2 separate regions of the Oryctolagus cuniculus genome follow, and region 1 is linked to region 2. A link is a contact called in public Hi-C data. All regions are on one chromosome and are shown on one strand. The core of a region is the stretch at or near the end of the contact, and the rest is flanking DNA. Distances in the headings are between cores, read along the strand shown.

Region 1 (7,445 bases), core at 3,313-5,812, 170 kb after region 2:
GGGGAGATAATTGACCTGATGCGTCTTGTGATGAAGACCCTGCAGGGCCGGCCTCACCATTCCCTCGATTCAGAGGTCCTCCTGCTAAGAGGTTGACTTTCCGTGGCAAAAGCAGAGCAAGGGAACTTCAAGCTAAGCATAGGAGGCACTCTTGCGTCTGCATCCAAGACATGGGGTAGTAGCTTGCTTTTATTTATGGGTGAATTCGATGTTTACTTTTATATTTTAACTTAGGTTTTGTTAAGTGCCCGGCGGTAGGCACTAGGATAGACAGTTTACAGTTTATTATTTATTTATTTATTTATTTTTTGACAGGCAGAGTGGAGAGTGAGAGAGAGAGAAAGGTCTTCCTTTTGCCGTTGGTTCACCCTCCAATGGCCGCTGCGGCTGGTGTGCTGCGGCCGGCGCACTGAGCTGATCCGATGGCAGGAGCCAGGTACTTCTCCTGGTCTCCCATGGGGTACAGGGCCCAAGCACTTGGGCCATCCTCCACTGCACTCCCTGGCCACAGCAGAGAGCTGGCCTGGAAGAGGGGCAACCGGGACAGAATCTGGCGCTCCAACCAGGACTAGAACCCAGTGTGCTGGCGCCGTAAGGCGGAGGACTAGCCTATTGAGCCACAGCGCTGGCTGTTTACAGTTTATTACATCTCGCGGTGATCTTGGGCAAGTTGGTTCTCCGAGTTCAGTAAATCTGTAGTATTCATACACGTACACTAATATGTATCTACTCTCAGGATTATCAAGAATTAAAGGAGAACTAAGACGAAATGTCCATCTGAAATGAATTTTTCATTCATTGCTTTCAGCGCCTCTTAATTGATTCCTGGAGAGAGTAGTCCCCAACACCAGTGGAAGCCTCGCATTAACATGACAGTAATCCTTGGAGGTGGAACCCAACACAGCGCAATGATGCTGAGCGGTTGCACTCGCAATGTTTGCTGCCAGCTTTAGGAATGACCCTATGAAGCTGGTGCCAGACACTGCCCTAGGAATCCCTCTCGCTTCCTCTCACCATCCACCTCCCTTCAGTTCTCCAAATTTACTAGTGCCGTGGACTAATTACCTTTTATGCTTTGGGGTGGGACATTGCACAAAAACTCGGTTTTGCTGAAAAATAGCTGTGCTTTTCAGTGGTCTCTCAAACAGCAATCTCACTACCACCTGGGAACATGTTGTTAATGCAAATTCTGGGCTTCTTTCCAAGCCTACTGATGGGACATTCACAAGTTCCCCAGGTGATTGTCATTTGTGCTCAAGTTTGGGAACAACTGGGTAAAAATGCATTAAGAGGAGGCAAGGGCCGGCATTGTGGCTCCGTGGGTTAAGCAGCTATACCAGTGTAGCTACTCATATGCCAGTATCCCATATGAGTCCCAATTCAAATCTGGGGTGCTCCTCTTCAGATCCAGCTTCCTGCTAATGCACCTGGGAAAGCAGCGGAAGATGGCCCCAGTGCTTGGGCCCTTGCCATCCACGTGGGAGATCCCAACAGAGATCTGGGTTTCTTCACCCTCAACCCAGCTCCAGCTGTTGTGGCCATTTGGGGAGTAAACCAGCAGATGGAAGATTACCTTCCTACCTATCTATCTCTATCTCTACCTAACTCTGCCTTTCAAATAAAATAAATCTTAAAAAAAGGAGACTAAATAGGGATGGTTTGAGACCAGCCTCTCTGGTCTCAAGAACATCAGAGTTCATCTGATGAAATCTGAGATTATTCGTTGATAAAACTAAAAAATACAAGTATTTTTTCCTCAATTGGGAAATTTTGAGAAAACTACAACATGTCAAACTTACACACATGTGTAACTTTTCTGTTATTTCACCAATAAATTCAATTTGCCATAAGTAGGATTGGAGCAAAATTTGAAAGTGATCTCCTCTTGTGGGGAATGAAAGGGGAGAAATAGCTTTGTTCATTACTATGGGATATTGCTTCTTTACCTTTTTAAAAAATATTTTATTTATTTGAGAGGCAGGGTTGGAGAGAGAATATCCCATCTTCTGGTTTACTCCCCAAGTGGTTGCAGTGGCCAGGGGTTGGACCAGGCTGAAGCCAGGAGCGGGGAACTCCATCTGGGTCTCTTACGTGGGCAGCAGGGGCCCAAGCACTTGGGCCATCTTCAGCTGCTTTCCCACAGGCACCAACAAGGAGCGAGATCAGAAGTGCAGCTGCTGCAACTTGAACCAGTTCCTGCAGGTGTTGCAGGAGGTGGGTTAACCTGCTGCGCCACAATGCCAGCCCCTTCTACTTGTACCCAACAGTAAGGAGTGTGAGTTGAAGGACCCAGTCAATGATTTTTGATAAGCACAAACTGGATCACAGTGCCTTGCCGGCTGGGGAGTCTCATTAATGAGCATCTATTATGTGTCACCTGTGAGCGCCACCCCGAAGCCTTCTAGGGTAAGATGGCTGTCAGAGTTGGAGAAGGCTGGGGCGTAGGGCTTTTTGTGGGAAAATGTGACTAAGGAATTGAATCCAGCTCAGTTGGAGTCAGAGGTATGATTCGATAAGGGTGAGCCCGCGGCTGCCGCCTACCTGTTTCCCACTTGGAGGGCTTTGGTTTCCCAGTTCAGGGTGGGAGCCTTGTTGGGTAAGGCAAGAGAATCATCACACAAGCCTTTGTTGTGTTGTCTCGGAGATGAAGGTCTAGTGGAAGCAACAGCACTGCTTCCATACCATTTTCCCCCCAGAAGAGCCCTTTACTTTCTCCCCCTCCAACAGCGGGTCTGCTGGATCTCACACCTGCTCTGAACCCCAGTGAGTCTGTACCCAGTGAATTCTAACGGGGCTGCAGAAAGTGCTGTGGCCCATGTTCACTGCTGGCAGGAGAGATGTCTCTGGGCAAGTGTTGTGCAGGAATAAGGAAAATTTAGCTCATCCCTGGAATTCCTGTGCCCGGTGCTACTCCTTCCCAGGGGAAGTGCACTTTTGTATTTCCTTTAAAAAATTTTATTTAATTGGCTATCTATCTTCTGGTTCTGAAACAAGTGTTGACCTGAGCTAATAAAGGCAGGCCCTGGGAGGGGAGAGGGAGAGGGAGAGGGAGGCACAGACTTCCTCCCACAGAGCCTTGGGGAGGGAAGAGCAGCCAAGTCTTGTGCAGTCTGTGGACTGCTGACCAAGTCCACTTGACACAGGTTTTATGGTGGGCTTGAGGTTGGCCCTGGAGAGGGAATAACCCCAGCAAAGGCAACAAGCTGGACAGCTCTGCTGGGCTGTAGGATTCCAGGTCAATTTCCTTTGCCTCTTCTTTTGTTAAAATTCTCCCCTTGGTGCTTCAGTTCACAGACTTAACAGCAAACATATTCATTTCTTCCAATTTTTGTAATTTTTTTGCATTTGATGATTTTCCTTGGAAAGGATGAGAGGCAAGCTGAGAGGGAGTTGAATATTTCAAGTAGAATTAAAGACCTTAGTTCTCTTGAAAATAGACTGGAGATGAACTGGTTCCTGTTAGACGCTGGCTAAGCTGCCATGGTCAAGTGTGACTGGTGGTGGAGGCCTCCCTTAGGCTCTTCAGCGAGAGCAGTTGGGTTCAACAGGCCAAGTGAACCAGTCTCCTGCGGCCTCAGCTTGCTTGTCTATGAAAGGGAAATGTTTCCACCTCGTGCCGGCAATGAGAAGAGTGGATGAGTTAAGGTTGGTAGAGCACACAGAGCAGTGTTGGGCTTGCACGGTAGACACCGTAAGCATGTTTGTTCAGTAAGTAACTGTGGCCACTGGATTTCTTGAATTTCACTTGTGCTATTCCTTCACTCAGCAGGTAACTGTCAAGGGCAGGATCCTCCTGTCTGAACACTATTACTTCAGAGTGTCTTTTCATGACATGTTTTGATTGGTAACCAGTTTTTTATGTTACCATTTGTAAAGTCTTGTCTTACCATTGTATTTAAGTTGTCATGAATCCTTCAAATATTGTAGGCTGAATTTCAGGTGCAAATTTAAAGACAACCATACTGAGGTCTCCGACAATCCCATAGCCAGGCGTGTTCGTTTTCTCTCTTGTGCTTGGAACCTTGAGAAAGCTCCAGGTTCAGTTTTGTTTCTCTGGTGGTTTCTCAAAGGTGTTTATGTAGTGGGAATCCCAGGCCCGTGTTGCTTGAAAAATGACCGATGGATTTGTTTTTCTGCGGAAACACGGTAACTTCTAGGCGGGACACCTGGCAGGGTTCATGGCTACTGCAGAGGAGAGTGAGCAAAGTGACTCAGGGGACATGGCCGCCGCTCACCTTCCCAGCGTCCAGGAAGTTGCTGGGGACTTGGTGTGTCGAGTGCCAGCCAGCTACGTGAGTCGCAGGGAGTTGGCAGCCGCGGACCTCTGGAGGCAGGGCGTTAGAAAGGACGTGGTTAAATGCCTGCTTTTTTAATATCCTTCACCCTGAGCTGGACTGCCTTGCACGGATTTTATAATTCAGGGGAAGCCTCTGTGGGAAAGCTTCCCCTGGTGACTGCGGGGCTGATGGGGGGAGGAGGGAGGGCTCCCAGCGTTCAGTTCCCTTTCCAGCCTGCCAGGCGGTGTGCTCGGGTGTGGGCTGCCTGCCACCCTCACGGAGCGCACGTAGCCCTGTCACTCAGTCGTCACCCAGCTGGCCTGGAGCCAGGCCTCCCACAGGAAGGGCAGCCTTCCCGGACCCGAACAGCCTGTGCTGATAGGGCTGCGCTGCCTCATTGCGGGGGCTCTGGCAGAATCCCCTCTGAGGAGAGGAATTAACCACAACTGAGAATGGAATGACAATAGTCTTTGAAATTCCTGGCCTTTAGTGGCTTCATGGGGGAGGGGAGGAAGCAGTAGGGAGTGATTCACCCAGAAGTTCATGCCTGAAGGGCAGGGTCCCCTGAAAGAGACTCTTGATCAAGTGTAGAGAGTCTGCAGAACCGCGAACCCTCCGTGATTTTGTGCAGATGTCTCCTCTCTGTGTGTGGGTGTGGGTGTGTGCGTGCGTGCACATGCGTGCGCAATCTGGTGATTGTGGTGGGTGCTTGTCTCTTTAAGGTAAAAATCTCAAGGGGCTGGGCACCTGGCAGGACTCTCATCACTGACCCAGGACAGCAAAACGCAAAGGTTCCAGAGTCTAGGTTGTTGTTGATGCTTCTTTGGATGAACCTGAAGCTGAGGGCCAAGTTCACCTGAGGACAGGCTTTCAAGTAAAAATGCTCAATTATTTGCCCTTCCAGGCATGGTGCTCTTGCCTGACCAGGAATGTGGGCAGACCCACCTCCCCAAAGCAACTGAGGGTTGCTGTAGCTTTGTACTTTTCCATTTTCGAAGCACGGAGGCTCCCGAGTTACAGCACAGGCCAGGTGTCGCAGCGCGCTGATGGCTGCTCTACACTGGGCGGTGAGGGTCTATGCTGTAGGTGTGCAGGTTCAGGGAGAGGAGTTATTTTCAGTGCAGACGTAGAGCAAATGAGGGAGACGGAAGTCGTTTTCATTGTGGTGACAGGACAGTGGGAAACATTGTCCTGAAGGGCAGACATTTGCCTGACTGGCATGCTGGATCTTCCCAATTGTGTGAGCAGGTGCTGCCCCCTGGGGAAGGGCATTGTGGGAGCTGGACACTGGACCATACGCCGTGTTTCCTGTTGCCCTTCGTTTTGTTGCATCAGTCTGTCCATAGAGGCACCAGAGGAAGAAAACAGATAGGTTTGGTCTTAGTCGGCAGCACAGACAAGGAGATGCCAAGACAGCGCTCACATTATCTGTGACTCATTTCTTTACGCCCATCCAGGTGAAGTTAGAATGAACGTGTGAAAATCTGAAACTGCTTGTTCGGTTCATCACCAGTGCTGTTTCATCATCACTTGGAGACCTAACTTTAATGTTAGGGACCCACCTGGCAGCAAGTGGGAACGCGGTGTCGGTGACATTTTTCTGAAACTTAGAGAAAGCTTTGCGTAGTTGGCATCCTCTTGTACAGAGGCCTGTGAACATTGTACTGTAGGTGTTCAGTGCCACAGTGGATCCCGCAGGGTAGCCTTGAAGATCACACACCCCTGAACAAGGAACCCGATGGGAGGACAAAGCATGCATTACAACTTTCCTTTCATATCCTCTGGATTGAAGAGGTAGAGGATCTTTGTCAGAGCCAATGGAACATAATGGGATTTGACGTTTTGGCTTAATTTGTCTTTAGATTTTTTTTTCCCCAAAAAAATCAACCTTGTAAAGACCATGCCTCTTACATATATATTTTTTTTAGTCACTCTAGCTTTTCCTGAGGTCTGTCTGCATGTTGAGGTTGAATACTTAAAAGGTTTTTTTTAATTTTTGTTTTTCTTTTGAAAATAGAATTTCCATTTTAGGACTGCTTCTAGCACATACAGTGCTTTTGTTGTAATTATGAGGCCGCATTTCCCTCCTCCCCCAGAGATGAATGACCCAGTGGGACCCCACCTTGGTCATGCATATAGGACAAAAAAAAATGCATAGTCATGGGCTGCCCTGCTCCCTTGTCCACACCCAACATGTGTGTTACATTATGTGCTGAACACAAATCACTCAGGAAAATGACCCCGGAAGTGTAGCCTTCAGCTTCTCTACCCATAGGCTGACTAAAACACATTGGCACATTTGTCACCTAGGCTCTGTCCCCAGTAAGAGATGAGACCCATCTCTGTGCACAAGAGTCGGGTGTTGCATTCTCCACCATGAGGAGTTACTTGGCCTTTTCTCCAAGCAAAGAGAGGCAGATGGTCTTCTGTGTGTGTGCTTGCCCACCTGTTTACACATGTCTCGTTATGCACTTTGGCCTTGTGTTAGAGAGGGGAGAGATCCTGGCTCTCCATAGCTCTGTACCAGCTGGACCTGGGAGAAGGACTTGGAGCGGGGCGGGTGTGGAGAAGGCGTCTGGAGAGTGGGTGGTGCGGGAGGATGAGGCTTTTGTCTTGGGATGGGGCATGGCTGAACCTGGTGAAGAGGGGTGGGGAAGGTGCCTACTTACTGCTCAGGAGCTCTCTTGAGATAGCTCCACTTCTTAGGGGCCCTCAAATAGTGATCTCAAAATGGAGTGTATGTGTGGGGGGGCCCTGATTTAAATTTGGGATCAACAATATTTAGGACATTTTACGTAAAAATTTGGCTGTGTGCTACCCTCCTAAAATCTGCAGATGTGTCCCCATTGCAAATGACAGCACATCTCCTGATGTAGGTGGCATGGCACACACATGCCAGACTTCAGAGATGTGTGTCCTGAAAGATTTTTTAAAAATTAATTTATTTGCCAGAGCCGTGGCTCACTAGGCTAATCCTCCGCCTTGCGGCGCCAGCACACCGGGTTCTAGTTCCAGTCGGGGCGCCGGATTCTGTCCCGGTTGCCCCTCTTCCAGGCCAGCTCTCTGCTGTGGCCAGGGAGTGCAGTGGAGGATGGCCCAAGTGCTTGGGCCCTGCACCCCATGGGAGACCAGGAGAAACACCTGGCTCCTGGCTTCGGATCAGCGTGG
Region 2 (7,210 bases), core at 4,165-6,664:
GGTTGCCCCTCTTCCAGGCCAGCTCTCTGCTGTGGCCAGGGAGTGCAGTGGAGGATGGCCCAAGTGCTTGGGCCCTGCACCCCATAGGAGACCAGGAGAAGTACCTGGTTCCTGCCATCGGATCAGCGCGGTGCGCCGGCCGCAGCATGCTGGCCGCGGCAGCCATTGGAGGGTGAACCAACGGCAAAGGAAGACCTTCCTCTCTGTCTCTCTCTCTCACTGTCCACTCTGCCTATCAAAAAAAAAAAAAAAGTAATTACAGAGTTCAACCAATAGTATTAAGTAGAACAAAAAAAATACTAAAAGGGATAAAGTATTAAGTTGTACATCAACAGTCAGGACAAGGGCTGATCAAGTCACTGTTTCTCGTAGTGTCCATTTCACTTCAATAGGTTTCCTTTTTGGTGCTTGGTTAGTTGTCACCGATCAGGGAGGACATATGATATTTGTCCCTTTGGGACTGGCTTATTTCACTCAGCATGATGTTTTCCAGATTCCTCCATTTTGTTGCAAATGGCTGGATTTCATTGTTTTTTTACTGCTGTATAGCATTCTATAGAGTACATATCCCATAATTTCTTTATCCAGTCTACTGTTGATGGGCATTTAAGTTGATTCCAGGTCTTAGCTATTGTGAATTGAGCTGCAATAAACATTAAGGTACAGACCGCTTTTTTGTTTGCCAATTTAATTTCCTTTGGGTAAACTCCAAGGAGTGGGATGGCTGGGTTGTATGGTAGGGTTATATTCAGGTTACCATGAAGTAATTTTTTTAAAAAAATTTATTTATTTGAAAGTCAGAGTTACACAGAGAGAGGAGAGGCAGAGAGAGGGAGAGGTCTTCCATCCATTGGTTCACTCCCAAATTGGCTGCAACAGCTAGAGCTGCGCTGATCCTATGCCAAGAGCCAGGGGTCTCCCACGTAGGTGCAGGAGCCCAAGGACTTGAGCCATCGTCTACTGCTTTCCCAGGCCATAGCACAGAGCTGGATCAGAAGTGAAGCAGCCAGGACTTTAACCGGCGCCCATATGGGATGTCGGCACTGCAGGCCAGGGCTTTAACCTGCTGCACCACAGCACCGGTCCCAGTAATACTTCTTTCTGCCAGAAGCAGAGACGAGATGAGAGCAGAGAGAGACTCTTGCGCTTGAGAGGGGCTCTGCCAAGATCAGATTCTACCATAGATCTCGGGGCTGCCCCGTGACTAGATTGGCGACTCAGTGAGTAGCTGAGCCTGGTGAGTCCACCCCGCCCCCACTGGTACCTTTGATTTTTGTTCTGCTCCAGTCATACCTCAGCTTCCCAGCTGCCCACCAAGGATGCTTTCTGCCCAGTGGCACTTTGGAGTCTGGCCCAGAGGAATGGGGCTGCCACCGCCAGTGTGGGGTGACGGATGGCTCCCTAAAAATGGGGCTTCCCTTTTGCCCTGGAGCCCAGCTGTGAAAGGAGGCACAAGAAAAATGGTATCAATAAAGAAGGCTCCTCCCGGTAGACAGTGCCTCTTTGTTTGCAGGTAAATGATCCAGCTAAGATGGAGGACTGCAGAGTTTGGGATCTGAGCTGGTTGTCTTTTTCCGTGTCTGGAATCAGCTTGGGACACTGCCTCCAGTGTATTCTTCCTTAATAAGCTCTTGCCCTGTGAAGGCCTCGTCACGATTTGTCCTCTGGGGCTTGGCTTGCTCTGATGCACAAAGAGCAGGAGTGGATCTGGCTGCAAGTACACAGCCCAGATCACCGGAGCAGGGGACCGAGCTCACTCCTGGCCCCGCTGCCGGCAGGTCCGTGTTTGCAACGTGAAGGCAATATCACCTGACCTTCGCAGAGTATTCTGGGACGAATTGAATCCTTGGGAAAAAAAAGGGCTTGGGGAAAATTGGGCGGTGGGACCCGTGTGGCAGAGCAGGGGTGCTTAACAGGCCTACTGATTTCAGCCCCTTTGGGGGTCGTGGAGAGAGGGCCTCTTCCTTGAGTGGGTGCTTCTCCTCCTTCCTGCTAGCTCTCTTTTTCCTGCATGATCCAGGGCTTCTCCAGAGAAGGTTCTCAGGAATCGTTTCGTCTGGGCAGGTGCAGGAACAGGAATACTGGGAGGCCATACCTTAGGCCTACAACATTTACCCTTCTCCCCTGGCCGGTCCATTCCATTTTACCCCGTTGGCCTCCTTTAGATGTTTCTTGGGCCTAGCTTAGGTCATTTGGTATTTCCCCGGAAGAGGGGAGACGGTTGACGTGGTTCGGCCACAGCGGTTGTCCAGGGAGCCTGGCCTGCTCCAGGTGGGCATGAGTTTTCCTCCCAGGTGATTCCAGGGACTCACAGAGGGACAGCTCTTTATCCTGGGCATTGCAGCTGACCTGGGGAAAAGCTCAGTCCACAAGTCACGCCCTGCTCCTGGGCTCTGTGCTGTCTGCAACGCACCTGTCCTCCTGGCAGGGTTTCGAAGCTGCCGGGTTTCCCCGCCTCAACGGCAGGTACCACGTGTTGAAAGATGTGGTCCCAACTACAGCAAGCCACGTAACAATGTCTGCCACCCACCCAGAGTGCCCGACTGCCAGAGTAAGCTGTCCCTGCTCAGTTGTGATTTTTGCAGGTGAAATTTCCAATCAGCCACCAGAGGGTGCCCACAGAGTTCTCTGAGAATGGCCAAAACCTGAAGAATTGCAGGCTAAAGAAAATCCCCAGTGTCTGTAAAACTGAGACAAAATAGAGCTTGCCCACAGCTTGGCTCAAACAGGTGCCCAGGCCAGCGAAGGAACGGGGCGGGGGGAGGGCGGGCGGGCGGGGGGGGGGGGTACAGGGATCACCTGGATTTGAGCTACGTTGCTTCTAGATATTTTTAAATTGGCTATTGGACTAGCACTTTGAGGATTGGCCCAGAAAGCATTTTCATTCCCTGGCAAAACCCTTCTGCACCGTTCTCCGTTGGTGTGTACAAAGGAAATGCAAATACATGTAAATATTAGTTGAAGCCAAGGGATTCTTGGAAGCTAAGACTACTGCCGTAACTGCTGCTGCTGCATTTAAAAAAAAAAAAAATCCTATAATGCAAGTGAAAGGACAGAGATTTCCTGAGCCACTGCTCCACTAGGGTGTGGCCTCAAAGAGCAAATAGAGGTGGAGTGCTCGTGTGAAGAGGCGGGGGTGTGAGCAGCCTACTTGGCGTGGGAGGATGGAGACAGCTCCCATCCTCTCTCCAGCAGGGGCTGGCAAGCAGCCTGTGCCTGGCATCCCCTACACTTCCTGAGTTGGCACAATGACTGACACACAGTAGGTGCCTGTGAATGCTTGTTGGATGAGTGAATGAATGATTGAGAAGTGAGCTGGGGTAGGTACGGCACTGTCTGGCCTGGCTGGAAGCTTTCACCAGGGAAGAGAATTGTGGAAGGGGTGAGTGGGGGTAGAAAGCTAATTTCCCAGTGAAGAGAGATTTCATGCTCCGAGCCTTAAATGTGCAAGGCTCCAGAGCAGGGTGCTGATTTGGTCCTAAGGATGGCCCAACTGTCCAGGGGCCCCATTCATTCACTCATGCTGTCTACTCACTCACAGTTACTGAGCACCTAACGATGACCCTGGCTGTCATCCCTTGTCCCCTTGCAGGGGACCCCAGCTTCCCTTAGCTATTCACTGATGCATGGGGGATGCCAATACCAGAAGAAGTAAGCACATTGATAATACCAGGCAGGGACATCAGCTCTTTGGAAATCCAGCCATCAAGGAACTGGGCACTGGTTGCTGGGGAGTTGGATCTTCTGCCTTTCTGAGCAAGGGCACCATGTATATGCCTCTTGTGGGTGTGGCCATGCAAGCATGAATGTGCGTTGCAGTAATGTCTCCCCTTGCATGGGAGTCTACAATGTACGCCACCCTTTGGCAGCACCCAGTGCCCTGTGCAGGTGCAGGCAAGGGAGATACGAGGTGATCAGTCTTACACTGAGAAACAGATATAGTTTGGAGACAAATTATTGTACTTAATTTCTGCACTTTAATTCATCCTGGAAGGAATCAGGCAAGTGCATGCCCTTAGAGGGCATATCATAGACTCTATTCAGATATTCCCTTTCTAACAGCTCTCCCTTGGACCTGGTATAATAATTTGGGGGAATTAGTGCCTTCAGATGAACCAGGGGGCTTCCTGACTTGGAAGAAAGAACCTAGTTTTAGGAATTGTCCTCTCTCCTCTCTTGTCCGTGACTCAATGCGTCTGCGTGTAATGATCGTCTTTGCCCCACAAGGGGGACAAGTGTGGTTTCATGGGATTTTAGCCCTGATGGTTGACACATTTCACGCTGATGTGTTTCTTACGATTCCTGGGCCCTCTCTGTGCAATGGCCCAGCAGAGCTCTCCGTACTTTCTGAGCCCTTTGATGACATAAGTCTCTATCCTTCCAAGCCTTCATTTCTGATTGCCAAGAGACCCTGGTGCAGTGCAGTGAACTCTGGGAATGTTAGAGCCCAGAAATGTCTTCAACAAACCAGGACCAGCGAAAGCAAAGTTTCTGGAAGCTAAGCAGGCCCCTGCAAGAAGCTTCCATTGGATTTCCCCATCAGATTGTTTTTGTCACTATAAGATCTTCTCTCAGGGAAAAAATTCATTCTTTTAGAAAAGAAGAAAAGGAAAACCCATGAGTAGAGGCAAAAAAATAGCCCAACAACATCCTTGCCTGAGCTCTCTGTCAAAGAGGATCTTAGGGGAGGCCAAAGGATTACGGGGTTTAGGTAGCAGCAGAGATAACGTGGGTCAGGGAGCTATTTATCTCCTATACACTGAGCATGGACCTTGGGGAGGATGTGCGGATCTGCCAGTGCTGCTTTATCAAATACTACATAGAGATAGTCTCTTTGCTATTTATAACAATGAGCTAAGGGGAGGAAGCCAGCTTTAACATTTCTACTTTGTCAGGAAAGAATAGAGCAGCACTATGGACCTTGACCTTTCGCTTGGTCTACTGAATAGACAGGGTTCTATGAAGCTCCACTAAATTACTTTGTATTAAATTTATTTTGAATAGTTGCTGTGTCTCAGGCACTGAGACTTGGCGTTAGTTGTCGAAACTAGATAAGACCAAGTGATAAGATAGAGTTTCTTGCCTTCAGGGAGTTCACAGTCTAGTTAGGGAGCCAGAGAGATGACCACATGGCAGCCGAGGGACCACGCGTGGCCTGCCCACCTGCGGCCTCTGCTGGGGAAAGCCAGCACACAGCCTGTGGGAGGGGCACTGCTCTAGATTGTGGGACTGCACCTCTCATACACTGTGACCGAGCTCCAGATGGGCACCCGGTGCTGCCAGGGGCCCATCTCTCGGATTAACTCTAAACTGAGTCAATCCCATTTGCAGAAATTTGTAGTTGAGATGCTGAAAACTAAAGTCGGTTCCATGGGAGGAACTGATGTTGAGGCCAACTCACTGATCAGTGTGCATCCAGAGGTGTACAAGGGAAGAGAAACCAGCCAGGAGCGAGGATGCTGGAAGGGAACAGGGCTGCATCATAGAGAAAGCCAGCCTGAGGGCATGTAGGTGACTGGGGGTTGGAAAATCACTTCCCTTCCCAACCCTGGGTTCTAGCTCCAGCAGGAGCAGGAGCAGGAGCAGGAGCAGGAAGCAGGAAGCTGTAATTCCTGATCTCAGGATCCTTTGAGATTTGGTTCCTCAAAATTCTCCTCTTCCTGTGATAGTTTCCTTTTCTTACAATCCCCAGTCCCCTGATTTTAATGCAAGCGGTTATGGAATCCTGTCTTATTTTCTAGGGCTGCCATAACAAATTGCTGCAAACTTCGTGGCTTAAAACAGGAGATCAGTTTTCTCACAGCTCTGGAGGCCACATGTCCAAACTTAAGGTGTCAGCAGAGCCAATTCCTTCTGCAGGCTGTGGGGGAAGGAACAGTTCCAGGCCTCTCTCCAAACTTCTGCTTCCGTCAGCAATCCCCAGTGTTCCCTGGCTAGCAGACACATTGCTTCAGTCTCTGCCTCACTCTTCCCAGGGCCTTCTCCCTGCTGTCTCTGTGTTTGCTGCTTCTGTCTCTTGTCGTTGAACTAAGGCACACCCTAATCCAGGATGAGCTCATCTTAAAATCCTTACTGTCAGTTACATTTCTTAAAGGCCTGTCTTCCAAATAAGGTCATATTCTGAGGTTCTGGGTCACCATATCTTTGGGGGAGGGGAACGCCATTCAACCTGCTACAAACAAGATATGAATGTGTTTATTGTTGGACTATCCAACTGGTAGGCCAGGCATGTATTCAAACAACAAAGCAAGGACATTTGGAGAGGCAGGAAGGGGGAGAGAGAGGGAGCGAGCAAGCAAACTTTTTTCTTTTTTTAAAAGGATTTAATACTTCAAAATAGTTGAAATTCTTATGGAAAAAGTTATGATTTAGGATTGTGTTTCATTTCATATGGCTGCAGGAGAAGGAAACCACAGTGTCTGGAGCCTCTGTAGGTATTAATTAAGGTAGTTAGTGAATTTCTAATCGTTCAGTGTGGTTAGAAGGTAGCATGTGGGAAAGTCCTTTTTGTCAGTGATGGTCTGGTTTTGTGTCCTACAATCACTCAGGCCCCCCACCCTCTCTGAGCAGCCTCAGCAGGAACAATTAGCATGTTATCAGCACCGGTATACTGAGGTTGTGGATGGAATGGAGGTGAAGAAGATGGTAAGTGCAGATTACTTTTGCAAGAAGTTTGATTGTGAGGTGAAAGGAAGACTTACAGGCCTTTGACACGGGGTCTGAAACTCCAGGAAGTTCATGAATAATCTGCTGTTTCTGTTTGAATGCTACAATGAGCTTGAACTGCTGCCAGAGCTTCCTCCGGATGGTGTCCCCTGTGATGGCCTTGAAGAGTGCAAACGAAGGTTCTTTACCAGGTGTAGAGTCTCTCTGTGGAGGGTGCACTCATACCCGGAGCAAAACAGCACCTCGCCGCCCTGTTAGCCTTTACACTTGACATTCAGAAAACAGCTACCTGAGCCATCCCAGTGCCTTCTGAGCCCTCTTCCCTGCCGGGGATGTCCTCCCTTGCTTATCTACTCATCTTTTAAAGTTCAACTGGAATTTTCCTTGCTTGTTCTATTCTGCCTCCTGAAGTTCAACATCCTTTAGAACTCCAAAGCACCTTTATGCTATAGATTGTAGTACTACATACTAAAGTACTATTAGTATGTAGTATATTTAACCACACTGTGGAATTTCACAGTTTTCTGCTTTAAGTTGCAGAGAT

The links. A called contact is a pair of places that touch in the nucleus more often than the background predicts.
Region 1: a Hi-C map of embryonic fibroblasts shows a contact between it and region 2, with 4 times the contacts expected there. The contact joins two enhancer-like sites. A contact is called at or near these places in 5 of 6 Hi-C or Micro-C datasets (ear pinna, embryonic fibroblasts, psoas muscle and 2 more).

Annotation. Positions count from the first base shown.
Region 1 is chr12:41,522,364-41,529,808 of mOryCun1.1, forward strand. All of the region lies in intron 1 of EGLN3 (egl-9 family hypoxia inducible factor 3), which reads left to right. Among named protein-coding and RNA genes, the nearest start is that of EGLN3, 15 kb to the left of the region's middle. Within about 2 kb of position 4,563, at least 3 of the 8 cell types and tissues checked have an H3K27ac peak or open chromatin away from gene starts, as enhancers often do.
Region 2 is chr12:41,352,262-41,359,471 of mOryCun1.1, forward strand. No RefSeq gene overlaps it. Among named protein-coding and RNA genes, the nearest start is that of EGLN3, 160 kb to the right of the region's middle. Within about 2 kb of position 5,415, at least 2 of the 8 cell types and tissues checked have an H3K27ac peak or open chromatin away from gene starts, as enhancers often do.